Regions from separate parts of the Mus musculus genome. Here all the other regions are linked to region 1. A link is a contact called in public ChIA-PET, Hi-C and HiChIP or PLAC-seq data. All regions are on one chromosome and are shown on one strand. Each heading gives the region's core, a stretch centred on a gene start, on an enhancer-like site or on the middle of the called end of the contact. The rest is flanking DNA. Distances are from core to core; before and after follow the strand shown.

What was found. A called contact is a pair of places that touch in the nucleus more often than the background predicts. ChIA-PET counts read pairs in DNA pulled down with a chosen protein or histone mark. HiChIP or PLAC-seq counts read pairs in DNA pulled down with a chosen protein or histone mark.
Region 2: a Hi-C map of regulatory T cells shows a contact between it and region 1, with 7 times the contacts expected there. The contact joins the promoter of Tle3 here to the promoter of Anp32a in region 1. A contact is called at or near these places in 3 of 39 promoter capture datasets (erythroid cells, liver and pre-B cells), 11 of 484 Hi-C or Micro-C datasets (B cells, CD4 T cells, CD8 T cells and 5 more) and 2 of 115 datasets of contacts at active chromatin or transcription factors (embryonic stem cells and regulatory T cell precursor).
Region 3: an H3K4me3 HiChIP or PLAC-seq map of bone marrow-derived macrophages shows a contact between it and region 1, with 3 times the contacts expected there. The contact joins the enhancer-like site here to the promoter of Anp32a in region 1. A contact is called at or near these places in 1 of 39 promoter capture datasets (embryonic stem cells), 5 of 484 Hi-C or Micro-C datasets (CD8 T cells, embryonic stem cells, regulatory T cells and 1 more), 10 of 115 datasets of contacts at active chromatin or transcription factors (the NIH/3T3 cell line, astrocytes, bone marrow-derived macrophages and 6 more) and 1 of 9 other capture datasets (adipose tissue).
Region 4: an RNA polymerase II ChIA-PET map of memory CD8 T cells shows a contact between it and region 1, with 21 read pairs. The contact joins the enhancer-like site here to the promoter of Anp32a in region 1. A contact is called at or near these places in 1 of 39 promoter capture datasets (neutrophils), 1 of 484 Hi-C or Micro-C datasets (CD4 T cells), 1 of 115 datasets of contacts at active chromatin or transcription factors (memory CD8 T cells) and 1 of 9 other capture datasets (adipose tissue).
Region 5: a contact with region 1 is called in an H3K4me3 HiChIP or PLAC-seq map of bone marrow-derived macrophages, with 5 times the contacts expected there. The contact joins the promoter of Calml4 here to the promoter of Anp32a in region 1. A contact is called at or near these places in 1 of 39 promoter capture datasets (erythroid cells), 1 of 484 Hi-C or Micro-C datasets (embryonic stem cells) and 6 of 115 datasets of contacts at active chromatin or transcription factors (the NIH/3T3 cell line, bone marrow-derived dendritic cells, bone marrow-derived macrophages and 3 more).

The regions. Positions count from the first base shown.
Region 1 is chr9:62,339,277-62,342,877 of GRCm38.p6, reverse strand. Anp32a (acidic (leucine-rich) nuclear phosphoprotein 32 family, member A) reads right to left here and starts at 1,535. Exons shown (of 7, transcript NM_009672.3): 1 at 1,324-1,535. The coding sequence starts at 1,377. Gm20346 (predicted gene, 20346) reads left to right here. Exons shown (of 2, transcript NM_001378702.1): 2 at 890-1,376. The coding sequence ends at 954.
Region 2 is chr9:61,370,517-61,374,117 of GRCm38.p6, reverse strand. It overlaps Tle3 (transducin-like enhancer of split 3), which reads right to left and starts at 1,752. Exons shown (of 20, transcript NM_009389.2): 1 at 657-1,752; 2 at 65-165. The coding sequence starts at 680.
Region 3 is chr9:63,122,545-63,126,145 of GRCm38.p6, reverse strand. No RefSeq gene overlaps it. Among named protein-coding and RNA genes, the nearest start is that of Gm25064, 8.9 kb to the left of the region's middle. Within about 2 kb of position 1,910, at least 216 of the 459 cell types and tissues checked have an H3K27ac peak or open chromatin away from gene starts, as enhancers often do. A contact at or near this core is called in CD8 T cells, the NIH/3T3 cell line, adipose tissue and 7 more, where this site is marked.
Region 4 is chr9:61,679,186-61,682,786 of GRCm38.p6, reverse strand. No RefSeq gene overlaps it. Among named protein-coding and RNA genes, the nearest start is that of Gm34770, 20 kb to the right of the region's middle. Within about 2 kb of position 1,661, at least 110 of the 459 cell types and tissues checked have an H3K27ac peak or open chromatin away from gene starts, as enhancers often do. A contact at or near this core is called in adipose tissue and memory CD8 T cells, where this site is marked.
Region 5 is chr9:62,856,087-62,859,687 of GRCm38.p6, reverse strand. It overlaps Calml4 (calmodulin-like 4), which reads right to left and starts at 1,584. Exons shown (of 5, transcript NM_138304.2): 1 at 1,527-1,584; 2 at 1,416-1,446. The coding sequence starts at 1,529. It also overlaps the pseudogene Gm10653.

The sequences.
Region 1 (3,601 bases), core at 286-2,785:
AGTGGGCTCGCGCCCAGCCTCCCTGTTCCCACCGGTGTAAGTTTCCTCCTGCCATACTCCCGCCGCTGCCCAATCCATAACGGCTACGGCCAGACGAACTGCCCATCCCAGAGCTGCGTGCCTGCCGTGCCCGCAAGAATGTAGACTGGGTCGGTCCCCACAGCGGCACTAGCTCTGGGCAGCTCGGGTTCTGATAAAGTTTCTCGTGCCCATTTATTAACCAAGCGCCGAATGGCTGCCAGGGAGCCCACCCCAGGAGAAGCAAGGACCGGGAAGGTGGGGTGTCTGCTGCCGATGAGGCGTCAGGGTGCCAAGGCTGGCATCTGGGGAGGGAGCCGGGGGCCAGAACGGGACGCAGCCTCCGGGCAACTTACATTAGCGACGCTCGTGGTTGGGGAGGCGCGAGGATTATCTGAGCATTTGCACACTTCACAATCCCTCCCCCTTAACCTAAGGTACCCCCCCTCCCTTTCCGCGAGGAAGAAGGGAGAAAAGACAGCATCTGGCCCAAAGGTGGGGTGGAAAGAGTGAGAGAGAAAGGAGAAGGAAGGCAGACAGAGAAAGGGAGGGAGGGAGAGAAAGGGCGCGTTCACGAACACGACAAAGTTACAAATATGGCTCCCCACCTCTCGCCTCATCCCCGCAGAGAAACGAAGACGCGCTTTAAACTCGAGCCATCTCCCAACTCCGCAGCAGTCGGGTCCCCACGCGCTCTCCCCGGGGTCCTCGGGCTACATTGATCAGAAACTATACCGGACTCGCGAAGCCCAAAACTTATTGTGTGCGAGCGAGCGAAAGAGACTGCAAAGGGAGGGGGCAGGCGCGGGAGGGGGCGGAAAGGGGGTTACGCTTCTAAAATATAACAACCCCTTTTTGTTGTTTAATCCAGGAGGCAGCCCATCTTCTCCTCCCCTCGATCATCTTTTCCATCCAGATGCAAGTCGTGGGAGCTGAGAGCTCGGACGAGGGTGAAATTGCCGCCTTCCCTCCGACCCGAACGCGTGCGCCCCGCCGGCCCCCCGCTGGGTGCACACTCGCACGCACACCCTCGCACCCATACCCGCACACGCGGGAGCACACGCACAGGTAGTCAGTCACACACCAAGGGCAGCAGCGACGGCGGACGAAACATGCTCCGGTGGCATTGCAACCCCCCCCACCCCCGCCATCCAACCTTGCAATTCATTTGCAGTCAGACCCCAAACCCCACACCTTCCCCGGAGCCCCCCTCCATAAAAAAGTGCCTTCCCCCCAAAACACACACGCACACATAACACAAAGTAGGAGAATGGACCGACAGAGATATTTTTGGCAAATGCTCACATCAGAGGGCGTCCTGTTCCGCAGCTCTAAATAAATCCGTTTGTCCATCTCCATCTCTCGCGCTCTCTCTTTCTGCAGAGGATCCTGCGCCAGCGGAATTCAATCAATAAACCCCGAACCCACGGCCGCGCGTTTTAGGACTTTGAAGGCTCAACCAGCTCCGCTCGGTTCTCGAGCCCCCAGCACCCGCGGCGCACACTAACCTGATCGCCGTAGAGGCGGGACCTGCGGCTCCTTGCGTGGAGCGGCGGCAACAAGAGCCAATCAAATGGCGAGGCTTCGGACGCCAGCCAATAGTGGTGGTGGCGGCGGGGGGCAGGGTCCAATGGGCATCCTGCGCAGCGGGCCAGGGAGGCTCAGCCATTTGGCTGTGGTGCCGGAGACGGACCCCTTTAGATACCGGGGCCGCCGAAGAGGAGCGCGGCTGCACCTTGGTGGTTGCGCGCTGGGGGCGGGAGGGAAGGCAGGGCAGGTGCGTGGACCTGAAGGTTCGTGGCCGGGGGCGGGGCCGCAGGTGCGTGGACACGGGAGGGGCGGGGTCCTTGCGGGGGCATCCTCTGGGTGCTGGGCGGGCGGACGAGGCCTGGGGCGCGCGGGCACAAGGCAGGCCCAAGGAGGGCGCGCATTTTTGGAGCGCACGAAGGACAAATCCCACCACACACACACACACCCCGGGATGCCCACTTGGCACAACCCCTCCGACCGGTCTGCTCCCATCTCCGCAATTAAATAATCAAGTCTTAAGTGCATGACGCTCCCACATCCAAAGGAGCGAGGGCGCGATCTCGACCCCAGAGGCTTGGCAATCTGATGCCCTGTCTTAAAAGAAGCAATTCCCCGAGAGTCATCGGGGGGATCTTGTATAGGGCAATTAATGAATGGAAAGGCCGCAGATGGAGAACTGTATAAAATATTAAAAAGTGGAAAAGGAAGGTGCTGGGAACTGCCGATTCTCAGAGCCGAACATAATTGACGGGCTTTATAGGATTTTTTGAGAGAGAGCGTTGCACGTTTCATTCTAATCGTTTGGTTGGATCTGCATTGCCAAAGAGTCGCTAACTGGGGGCACTTACGCCAGGTCTTACAGTTGCTTTGGGTTTTGTTTTTGTTCGACCACGTTACGTTTTTTAAGAAACCTTTACAGCCCTGGTTCCCATTGGGTTACCAGCTTCCTATGGGCAGCCCTCGGACCTCATGGTACTATGTGGATGTCCGGCTGTGAACAAATTACGGGATACATGTTTAATTTTATTCACACAACTTTATCATAGTGTCTTTTCCTATGTGTCTTCATCTACACGCTTCTGCAAACACCCCCAAAGTAATTCTTTTTTTGAGACATTAGAACTAAGTATTTTATTTAGTTAGTTCTTTTAGATCAAACAAATGGATTTGAAAGCTGATAAATGTTTATTCTAAGTAGCTGGAAGTACAAAATAAAACCATTTCGTCTGGGTAAATATGTAATTTCTTTACGTTGTTCATTTGACATTTCTTATCCTTAGATTTTTGTTAATTTTTACAAAGGCTGTATATCTGGAATGTTTCAATTGTATTGTTTCCTTTTAAAAACACAAAGAACTCCAAATTATCTCTTTGCCAATGTATCAGCTCATGTTTCTGGATAAGGTTTTTAAAGCAATAATAGTTTTTCATTACAAATATTTTAAGAAGGTGTAGTGTACAAAATCTGTTATAGCAGAAGTCTTGAAGTTCTTGTTCTTTTGGATGGTAAATGCTCGCTTGCTTCTTAAACACTGAAGTTGAGGACCTGCTATCAGCAGTGTTGTGAGAGAGTCCTTTCCAAGGAATAACTCTCAAAACACATCGGAGCAAGGAGGTGTCCATTCTACCTCCTCTGCTAAGAAGCCAAGAGCTCAAGTGACAGGGACAGAAGAAAACAGAATTGTGAAGAGGTGGAAGTTTCATATGAAGAGAAACCAAAGTGTTAGAGACTAATTAGAATAGAAAACTGAAAGTGTTAGACATCACTTCATTTTGGAGCATCTTCCTTTTACAAATTTTGAAGAACAGCTTTTGCATTTAGTGTCACAAAACTGAAAGATGGCTTTTACTCGGTGTCAGTCAGTATAGAAGCTGAACCATATATATATATATATGTATATATATATGTATATATATACATATATATATATGAATGTGTGTAATTATTATTTACAGGGTTATTAAATTACATTTTTATTGTGTGTTTTAGTGGTAGGTACTGCTCCCAGTTGATCTGTATTTCAGGAAAGTAGTAAGAAAAACCCAACCTCTC
Region 2 (3,601 bases), core at 503-3,002, 970 kb after region 1:
GGGTAGCAGGAGCGCGCAAGGCCGCCCTCCTCGCCAGCCCGGGGCCACCCCCCACCCGCCTTACCTGTGATACTGAGCTTGCAGGAACTGGAATTCGTCTTTGATCCTGTCACAGGACTCGGCCACAGTGAATTTAAATCCCGGCTGCCCGGGTTGATGGGGTGCCTGGAGCCCACAAGGACAACATAGGGGAGAGGAGTGGGCACATCAGAAGGGCTCCACGCGGCCCCGTGCCTCCTCTGGGTCCCTGGCCCCCTCCCCGCCGGGAGCCTCCGGCAAGGCCACCACCCCACAGCCCAGAACCTTCCCAGCAAGTTTTTCAACGCTCTCCCGACGGGGCCCGGAAGCGGGCATCCCGACCACCCCCAAAGCCAAAAGGGCTCTGGCGGCCAAGTGCCGAGAGCGCGAGTTGGAAGACTTAGGAGAGGGGCCGGGGCGGAAGCCAGCGTCCCCCTCCAACGCAGGCCGCCCGGGCCACTCGAGCGCAATTACCCTTGGCTCTCTACGGCGCCCCCACCCACCCAGCCCCTTTGTGTGAGCGCACACACGCGCGCGCACCATAAAGGTAGCAACAAGCAAAATGGAGGTGCTAGATAAACTGCCTCGTTTACCCTGCCATGATAGATGCTTAAATAAGCCTAGTTGCAATTACTCACCGGATGTCTGCCTTGCGGATACATGGCAGGGAGGGGTCGCGATTCCGAGAGCTTGGAAGCGCTGAGAGCCCGAGCCGGGGACGTGCGGGGGAGGGGGGAGGCGAGCCCGAGCGGGGGGCGGCCGGGGAACCGAGAGCTCGCCCCCGGCCCCCCCAGCCCGCTCTCGCAGCGAAATCCCAGAGTCGGGCGTGCGCCCCAAGTGCAGACAAAGAGCGGCGGAGCGAGCGGCAAAGTCGTCGGCGGGCTCGCGCTTTGTGCGCCTAGGGCTCGGCCGGCTGCGGCCGGCCGCCTTCCCCCGGCTGCGTGAACAGTGTCAGAAGCCGGGTCTGCGTGGACATCATCGGCTCCCTGGCGGCTCCAGTGCGGAATCCCGAGGCCGGGGGTTTGCGGGAAGGGGGATTCTCCTGTCCCCTCACGGGTCAATCAGGACGATGAGGCTGGAGGGGGGCGCGTCTGGGCAGCCCGGAGCATCCGGGGCGCGCGGGTCAGATCCCAGAGGCGGTCGGGCCCGGAGCTCGCGGCGAGAAGAGAAAGGAAGCAGGCCACCGAGGTGACGGCTTGAGGACCGTGGGTGAGGGCTAGAGCCCAGCGAGGACGCTTCGACGCCCCCCCACCCCCCTCGGAGAGGAGAGCCTGCTGTTCCGTCTGCTCCTGCCGCCGCCGCCAGCCCTTCCCAGGGTCGAGGAGGAACTCCGGGCTCAGTCGGTGCAAATAATGAGCCGTGGCATCCTAACTCCAGCCGGCATAGGAAGCCTCGGCGAAGGGGTCCTCTGCTTTCAAGTGGATCGGCCGCGTCTCTGGCGAGGAGCGGTCTGCGTCCTGCCGCCTAGGAGCGCGCAGGCTGGAGAGCACCGGAGGGGGAGACGTAGCCCGAGCCCGGGAGCTCTGCGGCTTCTTTCCTTCCTCCCAGCCTGGCTCTCCTCTCCGCGCCCCGACAAACCCCCAAAACACACAAGCACACGCACTCAACACACACACGTACACGCACTCAAAAAAAAAAAAAAGTGCCTCGGACCTGCGGATACCACACACAGACAGGCGAAGGGGGCCGAGCACGAGGTCTGAACTGCCGCGAGAGCAGTTCCAAATAGGGACTGAAAAGTAACAAAATAATGTGGCGGCTTCGCCTAGCGTTGGCCAATGGGAGTGCGAGGCTCCCACGTGGGGCCACGGGACTCGGACTGCGACTGGGCGCCGCCAGGCGCGACGTCACAATGCCCTCTTGTGTCTAAAACTATGCATGAAAAGTAGCAATCAGGCCCTACCCGCTGGTGACTTTCGCTTGGGAGTGAAAAACAGCGCTCCTCACATCAGGAATTAACCGAAAGACATATAATAAATAGATATATATTATAGTCCTGGGCTGCTAGGTTTTTTTTCTTCTTTTTTTCCCACGATCTACTAGCAAATAATTATTTGGCGGGAGGGGAGAAGGAGAAAACGAGTAACAACAAAAGGGGGGGAAAAAAGGACAAGCTGTACAATCCTTAAAACCTGTGGCTGGTAGTAATGGATCAGTTGATTCTGCAGAGGCGGCGAACGATTGCCCCCCTCTAATCTCATTAGGGTTGCAAAGCAGCCCAATTAGATACTATAAAACAAACAGAATCACTTTGTCAGTTTAATGTTTTCACTTCAAAAGATTTAGGACCGATAAAATGCTGGCACCCAAAGTTACCTCCGACCTCTAAGACTGTTCTCCAAACTGAGTTTCTCTTTCTTTTATCCGTTTCTGCCCCCTCTCCCACCCTTGGGCGCCCCGCTTTTCTCCTTTGTTCATTCGCCCTTCTTTTCAGAAAGCCAAATAAACAGCGCCTCTGATGCAAGGCGGCTGCCGGCGAGGGGGAAGTCTGAGAACTCTGGCTTGGCGGGCCGCGCAGATGGAAGGGCCTGGCAGTCTGCGGACAACAGGCTCAGTAGTGCGGCTAGCCCCATTTGGGGCTCTTGCCCTTTGGGGACAGCTACGTCCTGGCCGCAGCCTTGCCAAGGCGGGTTCCTCAGCAGTGCTCCGGGCCCGAGATGGTGAAGAAGGGAAAGCACGGAGTTGGGGCCCTCCTGGCTACGACCCAGAGTTCCGACCCCGTTTCTTGGCCTGATGGCCTGCCTGGGCACATGCATCGGCAGCCACCCGTGGAAGAGCGACTGCGAGCCTGGAGCGTCCCTGGTCACCAGCATAGACACCCAAGGAGGCGTAGATATTCGACTCTGGGGCCCATCTGCTCGCAGACAAGGGTCACGTCAGGGCACACTGCCCACCCTAGGTCCGCCGGCCTCGGAGAACCAACGCCGAGTGGGCCGCCCAGGTGTCCTCGGGTCCCTCCCGGCTTTCCCACCAAGCTTGCACGCAAGCACACGCTCCTGGCCCGTTGCGGGCGCGCGCGAGCCGGCCGCGCGCCCCCGGAATCTATATTTTCCCCTCATTAGGAGCCTGAGTTTCGCGTTTGCATCTTAATGAGTAGCTGGGAGCGCGCGGGGACCTCCACGTGAGCGGCCGCCCCGAGATGGAGCCTCTCAGCGCCCGCTCCGGCCTCGACCACGCTCCCCTCTTCATTTATTTATTCTCCTAAATAAAAACATAAATCGTGTACGATGCGCACCGAAAAGGGGGAGGGGGCAGGGAGAAGCCTAGCTCGACAGATGCGAGCATCTGGCCAAAGCATCCATTAGTCTCAAAATGGCTCCTCTTTGGAGCTTCCCTCTCCCCTCCCCCTTCTCTGCCCTCCCCCTTACGTCACGGGTGGGCGCACCCGCTTCCTACCCGGCCCGCCCCTTTCTCGCTCCAGCCCCCACGTGGGGCGCGCCGGCCACGCCCCCGAGCAAGTCTAAAACCCAATCACAGACCAGCAAAGAGACTCTCGACTAGTAATTGGTGGAGATTCCGAGAGCTGTCAGTCCTTAGCCAGAGCTGTCAGTCAAAACCACGAGGGGTGGGGGAGCGCTGACAA
Region 3 (3,601 bases), core at 661-3,160, 780 kb before region 1:
GAAGTGCTCAGGGGACAATGCTGTCGCTAGTCTGGCTCCCCAGATTTAGCCTCCTCATCCACCTTGATGGAGCTCCTGACACTTTTTAAAAAATAGATTAAATTTTTTGTTTGTTTTTGTGTTTTTCAGGACAAGATTTCTCTGTGTAGCTTTGGCTGTCCTGGAACTCACTCTGTAGATCAGGTTGGCCTTGAACTCAGAGATCTGCCTGCCTCTGGGAATAAAGGCGCGCACTACCACCGCCTGGCTTATTTGTAATTTTTAATTATGGGGTGGGGTATGCATGTATAAGTGAGATGCCCTAGGAGGCCATAAGAGAGCATTAGATCCCCCTGAAACTGGAGTTACAGGCAGTTGTGAGCTGTGTTGTATGGATGCTGAGAACAGAACTCAGGTCTTCTGCAAAAGCAGTTTGTTCTCTTAACCGCTAAGCCATCTGTCCAGCCGACCCCCCACATTTATATTTTTTTGTGTGTGTGTGACAGTTTCATGTGTCATGGGCTGACCTCTACCTCACTGTGTAGCTGAAGATGACCTGATCCTCCTTCCATCTCTGAGTCCAGGTGTGCAGCACTACTTGGGGTTTTATGCATTGCGAGATATCAAACCCAGGGCTTTGATAATGGACAGAGCTACACACCCAAACTCCCTTCTGGGACTTCCAGAGACAACAGTTCTACTTGGAGTCCTTGTTAGGAGATCATGAAAGCTCACCTCTCCTCACTGGCAGGATCATAGGCCAGAAGTTGGGTAGAGCAGGGTGGCCTGGGCTTGAAAGCACATCTCTTAAGAGGGTCTTCAGAGATGAAGGGGAAAGCTGTGTCACTGGTCACAGGGCCGTGCCATAACCAGGCATGTTGTGGGAAAACAGTAGGGAAGATTATTAAAGATGTAACAGCTGAATGACTGAGGGAGGGCATCCGAGGGGACGTCCCTCTCTGAACAATCTTTTATGTCTCCACCTTCAGCAATCTAGCTATGCCTCGTGCAGCCCCAGCCCTAGACTCAGCATGTCAGTCTGGCTCCTGCCTTGACTTCCGTTGTCTGGACCTAGGAATCCCCCTTCTGCCTAATAGTAGGGGCCACCCAGTATCCCTTTCTTCTTCTCCTTTAACATTTTTTAAAAAGTAGGTGTGTGTGTGTGTGTGTGTGTGTGTGTGTGTGTGTGTGTGTGTGAGTGTGCACCCGCGGACGGGCGGGCACATAGTACCCATCTCTTGGGGCTGGAGTGGTGAGCTGGATTCTGGGAATTGAACTCCAGTTCATCTGGAAGAGCAGTAAGTGCTCTTAACCCCTGAGCCATCTTCCCAGCGCCTCCTCCTTCCTCTCACAAATGACAATATCGTGTTGCTGTTTACAGTGCTGGCAAATGCAGCCTGAGCTGACAACATTCTCACTGCTAAATTTGGGTTCCGGGAGAAAGCTAGGAATCGACCACACGATATGCATGTTCCGAGAAAAGGCCATCTCCTCACTTCCTTCCTTCCTTCCTATGGTGCTCTCTGGTGACCTCTTTACCCGCCTATCTATCTAATACTCCCGCCCTCTTCCCTTTTGTTTTAAACATTCCTCATTAACAACTGTTCTTATTGCAATAGCCTGAGTCAAATCTCAAGCCTGGGACGCTTATTCCTTATAGTTTCTAGAGGTCCTTATAGATGTCAGTTGAATGGGGAATTTGCCTGGAGTCCCAGGTTCCAGTCCTGACTTACTTGTGTCTGGCTTCCCTTTCTAGCAAGTTCCAGTTCTGGTCTGAGAGAGTGACGAGGGGAGGTGGGGCCCAGGGAACAGCTGTACCTTTCTCACGCTGCCACTAGAGGGCGACAGCTCCGCGCAGGAGGCCACTCACTGTTGTGGCTGGCATTGGTCTCCTGCAAGCGAGCTCGCCCTGGGTGCGACGCCTTCCAGGAGCCTCCAGCTGCTCTGCACACCGCCAGCCCTGCTCTCCAGAGACCCATGAGTGGGTGGGAACAGCCTTCGGAGGCCAGCCTCCTGTCTCTGCTGCTAGCGCCGGTCGTGACAACTCCCCTTCTCTGGCCTCGCCTATCTAGGTGGAACAGACTTCGAAGGGTCCCGATTCAAGGGGAAATGGGGGTAGGGGGAGCGCAGGAGCTTCGGAACCACTAGCGTCGTATAAGTGGACCAGCCGGCAGAAAGATGGGGACCAGGGAACATGAAGGAAAGATGCTAGCCTTTGCCGGCCTGAACGGTGTGTCAGAACTGAAACTGGGGTTTTCGCGGCCCAACTCCCAGCTCTTGGGCTGGAACCGTCTGGATTGGAGGTTTCCTACTATGGAGTGGGGAGGACAACAAAACAAACAACCAGCCACTGCAAGAGAAAGGGACCCCTCTGGACAAGCAGCCCCACACCAAGTGTGCTTTCTTAAAGAACTACAGCTGGGGAGTTTATTTACTTGTGAGGAGGGTGGCATTTGCTTGAAAGTGCCTCTGTCCCCAGACACATTTTAAAAACTTAAAGCAGAGAGCTCGACTTCAGAGCCAGCTCTGGCAATTGGATTAACCTTTCGGGGAAAGGTTTCATTTTCTGTGTGTGGTTCAAATTCTTCAACACTAACATCTGTAATACCAGAAAGCAATCATTCACTTCAGCTGGCAAAAACGATACAAAAAAATGCAAAACAAATAACAAAACAGGAAAGGAACAAATGAAAATCTAAAAACCACACTCACAAATAAAACCTCAAATAACAGAAACTTAAAGCCAAACAAAAGCCAAGTACGGTGGCACATGCCTATAATCCCAACACTCTGGAGGCAGAGGCAGGTGGATCTCTGAGATTGAGGCCAGCCAGGGCTATACAGAGAAACAACAAACAAACAAACAAACAAACAGACAAAAAGACAGAAAACTAACAAAAATCTCCCCAAACCCAAATGAAACAAACAAACAAAAAAAAAAAAACCCACCTTCTTCAAGAATTGGGAACCAGGACCTGGAGAGGTGGCTCTGTAGTTAAGAGAACTGGCTGCTCTTGCAGAAGACCTGAATTAGATTCCCAGCATCCACCGGGCAACTCGCAACTCGAAATTTAAGCTCCAGGGGTTCCTATATCCTTTTCTGGCCTCACCAAGCAACTGCATGCACGTGATTCAAGGGCACAACACTCATCCACTCACATTTAAAAAAAAATGTTTTTAAGAAAGAATTGGAAGCTGGGCAGTGGTAGCACACACCTTTAATCCCAGCACTTGGCAGGTGGATCTCTGTGAGTTTGAAGCCAGCCTGGTCTACAGAATGAGTTCCAGGACAGCCAAGACTACACAGAGAATCTGTCTCAACCTTACCCCCACCCCACCCCCCCCCAAAAAAAAGACAAAGAAAAGAAAGAATAAAAACTACAGAAAATGTTCCTGGATGCCTCCTCAGAGACGTTGGTGCTGTTCTTTCTCTACAAAATGAGGATAATGGTATGAACAGGACAGGAATGTCCTGAGGACTCAGTGAACGTATGTATGCAATAGCAGACATTCCAGAAGTGTTAGCTAATTTTATATGGCAAGAACCCAGCCCCAAACTGTACAGATTGGCCACTTATGCAACTTTCCAGTCAACCGTTCTTCCAAAATGGTATTTTTACTG
Region 4 (3,601 bases), core at 412-2,911, 660 kb after region 1:
TCTGAGACCGTCCACGTTTAAATTTAAGTGTAGACATGTCTGCCTTCATGAGGCCCTGAGCTTACAGTGGCAGTAGCAAACAGGATGTGCCATCTCCTCCCGGGTCGGCACAGGTGCCTGGTACACAGGCCACAGCCTGTGCTTCTTGAATAGGACTGAAGCCTGGGAAGTGCCCAGCCACATTCAGTGTCATCCCATGGCTAGAGGGGCTCTGAGATCTCACTTAAGGCACGCCCCTCATTTCCTGTAGAAGAGCTGGGGCCCAGTGAGAGGAAGTTACTTCCCTGCTACAAGGGAGCCTTTCTGGGGTGGTGTGGGTCTCCCCCCCAACCAGGACTCTGTCGTTCATTTCCATCTCCAGCACTCAGCAGAACTCTGGGAGGCCAACCTTTCAAGGGCCAGCAGCACACACTCCTCAGTGCTCCTTCTTAGGCCACTCTGAGTTCCTAATATGGCATCAGTCATCCCAAGAGGAGCTCTAGGAGGCACCAGAAACTCTGGGCATTGCTACTGTGGTACCTGCAGGTGATCCTGGCTCTGCTGCTGCTGCTGGAGCAGAGGAGGCTGGCTGTGTGCTGCTTGCTTTCCTCCAGCTTGCTGTATTTTGTGTGTGTGTGTGTGTGTGTGTGTGTGTGTGTGAGGGGTGTACCTATTGTTTTCTTATGTCTGGGGAAGACCAGGAAGGACAGTTGTTTCTCTTTTACACATACACACACACACACACACACACACACACACACACACACACACAGAGAGAGAGAGACAGAGAGACAGAGAGACAGAGAGACAGAGAGACAGAGAGAGACAGAGACAGACAGAGACAGACAGAGACAGAGACAGAGAGACAGAGAAGAGAGATGGGGTGGGGTGGGGGACAGGGAGGAGTGGGGGTTAGAGGAAGAATTGGGGATGGGGTGGAGAGGTGGGGCATATTTCTGAGTCAGTTGCAGATCTGGACCCCTTGAGACAGCAAAATAATCAAAAGAGTTTCTGGGCATTCCCCGAGTCTCCAGCCTTCATCTCTGCAGCCGTTGGCTGAGCCCTAATATATGCCAAGCACTCAAACCTTTTAAACCTTGTGGCCCTATGCTGAAAGAGGAGTTGTTGTTATTCTCAGGAAACGAAGGCCTGGGCTTGAAACATCCACAAAATACCAAGGCCTCCAGTTTACAGGTGGAGGAGCCTCAACTCAGATCTGGCTACCACGGTAGACATCTGTGCTCCAGTTCCTGAGGAAGAGGAGCCCTTCTCGCTGAGTGTGAGCTGAATGTGGTCTCACCTGCTTCACACCTTATCTGAAGTTGCACAATGCTATTTGTCCCCAGCCATGTCAGTAGCTTTCCTGAAAGTGCCCAACCCCAACCTACTCTCCTCCCCCCCCGCCCCCCCCGCCCCCCCCCACCCCCACCCCCACCCCCACCCCACCCCCACCCCCGTCTCCTTCCAAGACTTCTGGGGATGCATTGTACCAGTGACTCTCCACCAAGGTCCTGGGAGGCTGTGTGGCAAGCTGATGTTCCCCGGCTGATTCTGGTTTTGTTTTTGTTTTTAGGTTTTTTTTTTTTTTTCTGGCCTGCTTCCTGCCACAAACTCTCTCTCCCTAGAAACCATCAAGTTGAGGCCCCTCCCTCACCCTAGAAGTAGCTCAGATGTGGAGAGCGTACTTCCTCATCTCAGGCTGTGGGGTTGCCTCCCTGTCTCTGTCTCTAGGGCACAGAATGCACACTGGACCCAGAACGTGGAAACATAGGGCTTCTCTTCCATTCACGACTGCTGTGGCGTTGTTGCCCTTACTGGCTGAGTCCTTGCTCCGGGGTGTCCCTGGGGACAGACACAAAGCCAAATGTGGAAAAGGAGTAAGCTCTTCCTCTGTCTAGCCTCCCCACTTTAGAGATGAGATCAGAAGGAGAGAAAGAATTGACCCAGTCTATAAGCCTGCATAGACATTACAGACACAGCTGAGACTGGGTAACGCCGCAGGGGCTGCAGTTGTCTGCAGACGAGAGACTGACAACCTGGGATCCTTGCACAGCAGGCAGGCGTGGGCCAGTTCACTGGAGCAACATCATAAGCTCCCCAAGGGGATGGGGAATCCGATGGAAAGGAGCTTAGTAGCTTCAGCACCTAAAACTAAGAACTGTGGTCTCTAAGGCTCCTTGCATCTGGGATAATGGGGAATGCCTGCCAGCGGTAGAGAGAGCCTTCTGCACAAAGAGGGCTACTGGCCGTCAACCAGTATGCCCTCTGAAGTGAAGGGCTGGACCCCTTCAAAAGTCACCTCTATTATGTTATCATTGAAGTTAGTGTATGTGGACGCACATTCTGTAGTGTGTGTGTGTGTGTGTGTGTGTGTGTGTGTGTGTGTGTAGGCAGAGACAATGTTGTGGAGTTGGTTTTCTCCTGCTACCTTTACATGAGTTCCAGGGGTGGGCGTTTGGTCATCAGGCCATGTCAGGGTAAACTCCATTCACTAGCTGAGTCACTGCCTCAGCCCGGGTCTGAGCCTCTTAATATACCCTGTGGGTTCAGTGTCTGAGTCCATGAGGGGTCCCTACATAGAGAGAATCTCAGGCCTAGGAGATGGGTATAGAACATTGCAGAAGCTCAGCAGGAATTGGTGCCAGAGCCATCTTGGTTTGGTTCAAGGACTGTGGCCTATACACCTCTGTGTCCTTGGGATCTTGGAGAATGGAGTCCAGTGGTCCTGTCTCGTGAGGTGAACAGATCTGTCATTTCATTCTGGCCTCTCCTCTACTTGGCTGTGTCCATGGGTGTGTGACCTGTCACCTGAGTGGGGTTTTGCACTCCCATCCTGGCAGCAGCAACTCCGCCCCTGTGAGGTCTTATGCAGATACGTGACGCTCTTGACCTGAAGCTGAGGGCGGAAGTGGTTTGAATCCCACATCTTGATTTACTGGGTGGGGTAGTCACCCTTCACCGTTGCTTTTTCAGTCCAGACTGGATGTGGTTTTCTTGCTCTCTCTCTCTCTCTCTCTCTCTCTCTCTCTCTCTCTCTCTCTCTCTCTCTGTGTGTGTGTGTGTGTGTGTGTGTGTGTGTAAGAGAGATACAGAATGTCTTAGTTACCCTTCTTTCTTTGTCCCTCAAAGTCTGCCCTCTTTGAGGCACTAAGGACTCCCCAAAGCTGGCCCATCATGGCCAGACGTCATGGAGCCCAGTCAGGCACAGACAGGCCTGGGAAGATTGCAGTGCACATTAGTGGAGAGAGAGCATTTCTGATGCAGGTGAAAGTGGAGTAGGGGTGTCTTGCATGAATGTCACAGAAAATAAAATAACGTGAAGTAATTACACTTCATTTTATCTCCGTGGGCTCTTAAATCACATCAGCTGTTACCTCAGTTTTAGAATGTGAGATAGACCCACGCCTGACTAAGCAGCAAATTAGCTAGTTATTTTCTTTAACTGCCTCCGGGTCTCCTCAGAGAGGCCCTTCACTTCCAGCCTGGTTGCCCCCCAAAAGGATTTACAAGTCCCTGAGAGCCCTTGCTCTTCAGAAAGAGAGCCTCTCCATCAACCCACCTTTCCCCAGATGCCCCACTATGCTGGGCCTCAGTTTCCCAGTCTGTCAGGGGACCAGTTCTT
Region 5 (3,601 bases), core at 335-2,834, 520 kb before region 1:
GCCCCATTCCTCGCCCAACCCTGTCCAGGCTTCCAACTCTAAACACTCATGGCCACCTTCTTGGTGTTAGACACTGGGATACAAAGAGAATTCGCCTTCTTCCTTTCTAGTTGTTTCAAAAGCCATGGGAGCGAGGGGGCAGTGAGTCCGTTGTCCAGACAGAGTAGGGGGACTGGTGAGGCTGACAGGTGGCCTCTAGCTTAGGTCCCCCCTTCAAAGACTTTACTTTCCATTGTGTGCACATGCACGCATACAGGTGCCCCAGGAGGCCAAAGGTTTCCTTTGCCCTGGGAGATGGAGTTACAGGTGATGGTGATCAGTTCTTGTATATGTACTGGGAACCAAACTTAGGTCTTCTGCAAGAGCAGTACAAATTCTCCCATAGTGGATTGTCCGCCAGCCCCTGGCCCCTAACTGTGGGCTAGGCTCTGTGTAGCAGAGTCTCCTCACTGTCCCCTCTGTTCTGGGCCTTAGTTTGGGGATAGGGAGTTGAGGAATCTAAGAGTAGGACCAATAGGCACACATCGCTGTCACTCCCTGCTCTAGACTGTACTCTAGTCATTTACATCTCTGGGATAGATCCTTGCTGGGGTAACCAGAAGCCACCCCTGTGGCCTGCTGGACAGTGTCCTGCACCAGAGCTCCGTGTCCCTGTGTACCTGCAGTTCTAGCTCACCGACAAGGTGTCATGTCAGCGGCAATGAGAAGGGGGTTACCAAGGCTGTTTCCCTCCTATGTTGGGGCAGGTGTAGGGGCTCAGCCTCAGGGAAAAGAGAGTTATCCCGTAAAGGGCCTGTGCTGCACTCTGGCCTCTCTGCCAGAAACTCAGCCACCAGATCCCTGGCCAGGTGTTTGCCAGGTCCTGTGTAACTTAATTCTGCCTTTCTGCTCTTGGGGAAACAGAACTCTGCTCTGTGGGAAGCCCAAGAACAAGGTGCCCACACTGAACTAGGCAGGAGGTGCCAGCTGAGCCCCTCATTTTACAGTCTAAGGTCCATAAAGAAATATCCTGCCCCAGCGTGTAACCCTGAGTTCTGTTGCCTGTCTACACTGACTACAAAGCCCCATCCCCCATCTCTGGTTCAATTACTATGTTAGTGACCTTTCTCCATGACCAGCCTCCCACCCAGACCCGTTTCCAGGCTCTCTGGAGCACTAAGCAAGCTCACTTTTATGACCCAGCTTGAAAGTCACACTGACATATAACAAGCCCTGGAAGTCAGTTAGTCGGTCTTCAGGGCCACCCCCAAACAGATAACCAGCTGCCCCACAGCACCTGGCCCCAAGCCTGTGGGTGGGCCAGCTGTCCACCCCTCGGGGCCTTCCTTCCTACCAACAAAACCCAGCAAAGCAAATTGCCTAATGAGACACACATTTTGTGGCGAATTACTAATTAAAGAACAAACCCAACCTACCATTAATTTGGTCCTGGGAAAGGAACTTGGCCTGTAGCAGAGAAAGAACAGTCAAGAGGGGGCTTCAGCGGGGGCCCTTCCCACCTCCTTCCGGCACAGCCCCTCACTCACCATCCTCAGGCTCCCCTTACTCCTGGAACTGAGTTTGGTTCTCTTTACTCCAGCTTGGAGTCGAAAGTCCAGCATGCTGGGCGGAGGCCTGGTAATAAATCCTCCGCTGCCACGGAGACCGGGCTCTATGCCATGAGAGTCAAATTCCGGCTGAGTAGTGGATGCCCCCACCGTCCTGAGAAGGGTGATTGTGAGGAAACCATTTACAGACTCTCCTGGAGGCCCCTGCCCCCGGAGGCTGGGGCTCTGCAGCAACTGGACAATTTGGGTGTTCCTTCTTGGAAGCCTAACTTCTGAAAGGGGGCTCCGGGTGGGGCTGACTCTGTCCTGGTCTGAGTCTGTCTTAGGAAGCTTTGCTCTCTCCCGAGGCTAAGCTGGGCTCCTTGCTGGAGCCAGATAGCACGCGCGCACACGCACGCGCGCGCACACACACACACACACACACACACACACACACACACACACACACACGGTCTCTCCAGAAGAAGCTATCCAAGGGAGCAGTGCTCAGAGACGCTTCAAACACAGCCTTGCAGATGCACTATGTCTGGGGACACGCTGAGGACCGTCCGTCTCTTGTATGCCTCAGTTTCCTCACCAGCTACGTTATGGGCTGCTAGGATAATCCAAAGGCCAATACACAGCCAATTCTACTTCCTAGGGGCTGGGGATGGTGTTGGGTGCTGGGGCTGAGTCTTAAGCTAGCCGCTCAGGGAACTTGGAGTTTGACCTGACCAGGCAGGAAGTTCCTCTCCCTTCCTCGTCTCGCCCTTTCCCGTATTATAATAAGCTGCTGACTCTGAATTTCTCAGCCCTCTATTCCTCTCCCCGTCCCCTGAGACAGGAAAAAGGGTGCCTCCTAGAACTGGTACTGGGCCCTGGGCATGACTAGGTTCTCAGGTTGGTCTGAAAGTCTCCTTTCCCTCATCCACACTCCTTGACTGGTTTGCCTACAAAGTGCTAAATCCAGCCTGGTCCAACTGTCAGTCACTGTGTGTGGTCACATAGCCTGTGTACTACACAGGGAGCAAGGGAGCAAATGAGAGCTACCAAAGGCTGCAGGTGCCAGAGGAAGAGAGTTAAGGTCTCCTGCTAACCCATCTGAGGGCACACAAACTCATGGCCTCCCTCTGGTCCTGACACCTCCATGTGGAATGGTTTTGTTTTTTCTCCTGAGCCATCTACCTCTTCTTACCTGCTTTAGATGTGAGAATCTTGAGGTTCTGACCCACTTTGTGGGGGGTAGGTATGATTTGGAGGGTAGGTATGGTTGGGGAGGCAAGATATGGTGGGGCCTAGGTATGGAGGGGTAGGTATAGTTGGGGGCCTAGGTTTGGTGGGGGGTGGGTATGGTGGGAGTGGGGAAGGCTGGGGGGACACAGTTTAGTTGTCATGGAAGAGCAAGGGAGGTAGGCAGTACTTTTTGACAGGTGGGTACAGAACTGAGGCCCCCAAATACCCTACCTCTGTGATGGGCTCAGAGGCGGGTGAGGCATCTTCTTGGGTTTTAGTAACTGAGTACTGGGGTCAGCCATGTGCCCCTAAGGGCATCCTGACACCTGTCAACTCTCCCTTCTTTTGTTGTTTGGTTTTGTTTCCATTGGTGTGTGGGTGTGTGTGGGTGTGCGTACGCGCATGCATGACCGTCCTAAATCATTTACTAGTATAGATTTTATGAACATTCTTTATATCATCACTAATGGAGCTGGAGAGTGCTCCAGGCTCTCCAAGTGTGTGGTGAGAAACACTCAAAGCATGTCAGAACTTGGTTTCCCTTTCAGAGACCAGAGCTCCTGTGGCCAGCAGACGGCAGTCCAGGCATCTCTTGGTGCTTATGCACTGGTTCGGTGATCCAGTGAGTGCCAGGATTTGTTCTGGTAACTTATGAAGTAGTGGGTCTGTGAGGAGAACCTCAAAGAACCTGTATGAAGCCTTCAGCCCCGTAAGAATTCAGGATGCTCAGAATTCACAATGGAGTCCAGCTCTCTCCACACAGTACTGAGGACCAGGCCATCTTTAGCTGGTTAAGCCTATGATGGATAGGTTTACTCTAAGTTGCACTCTAAGGAATTGGG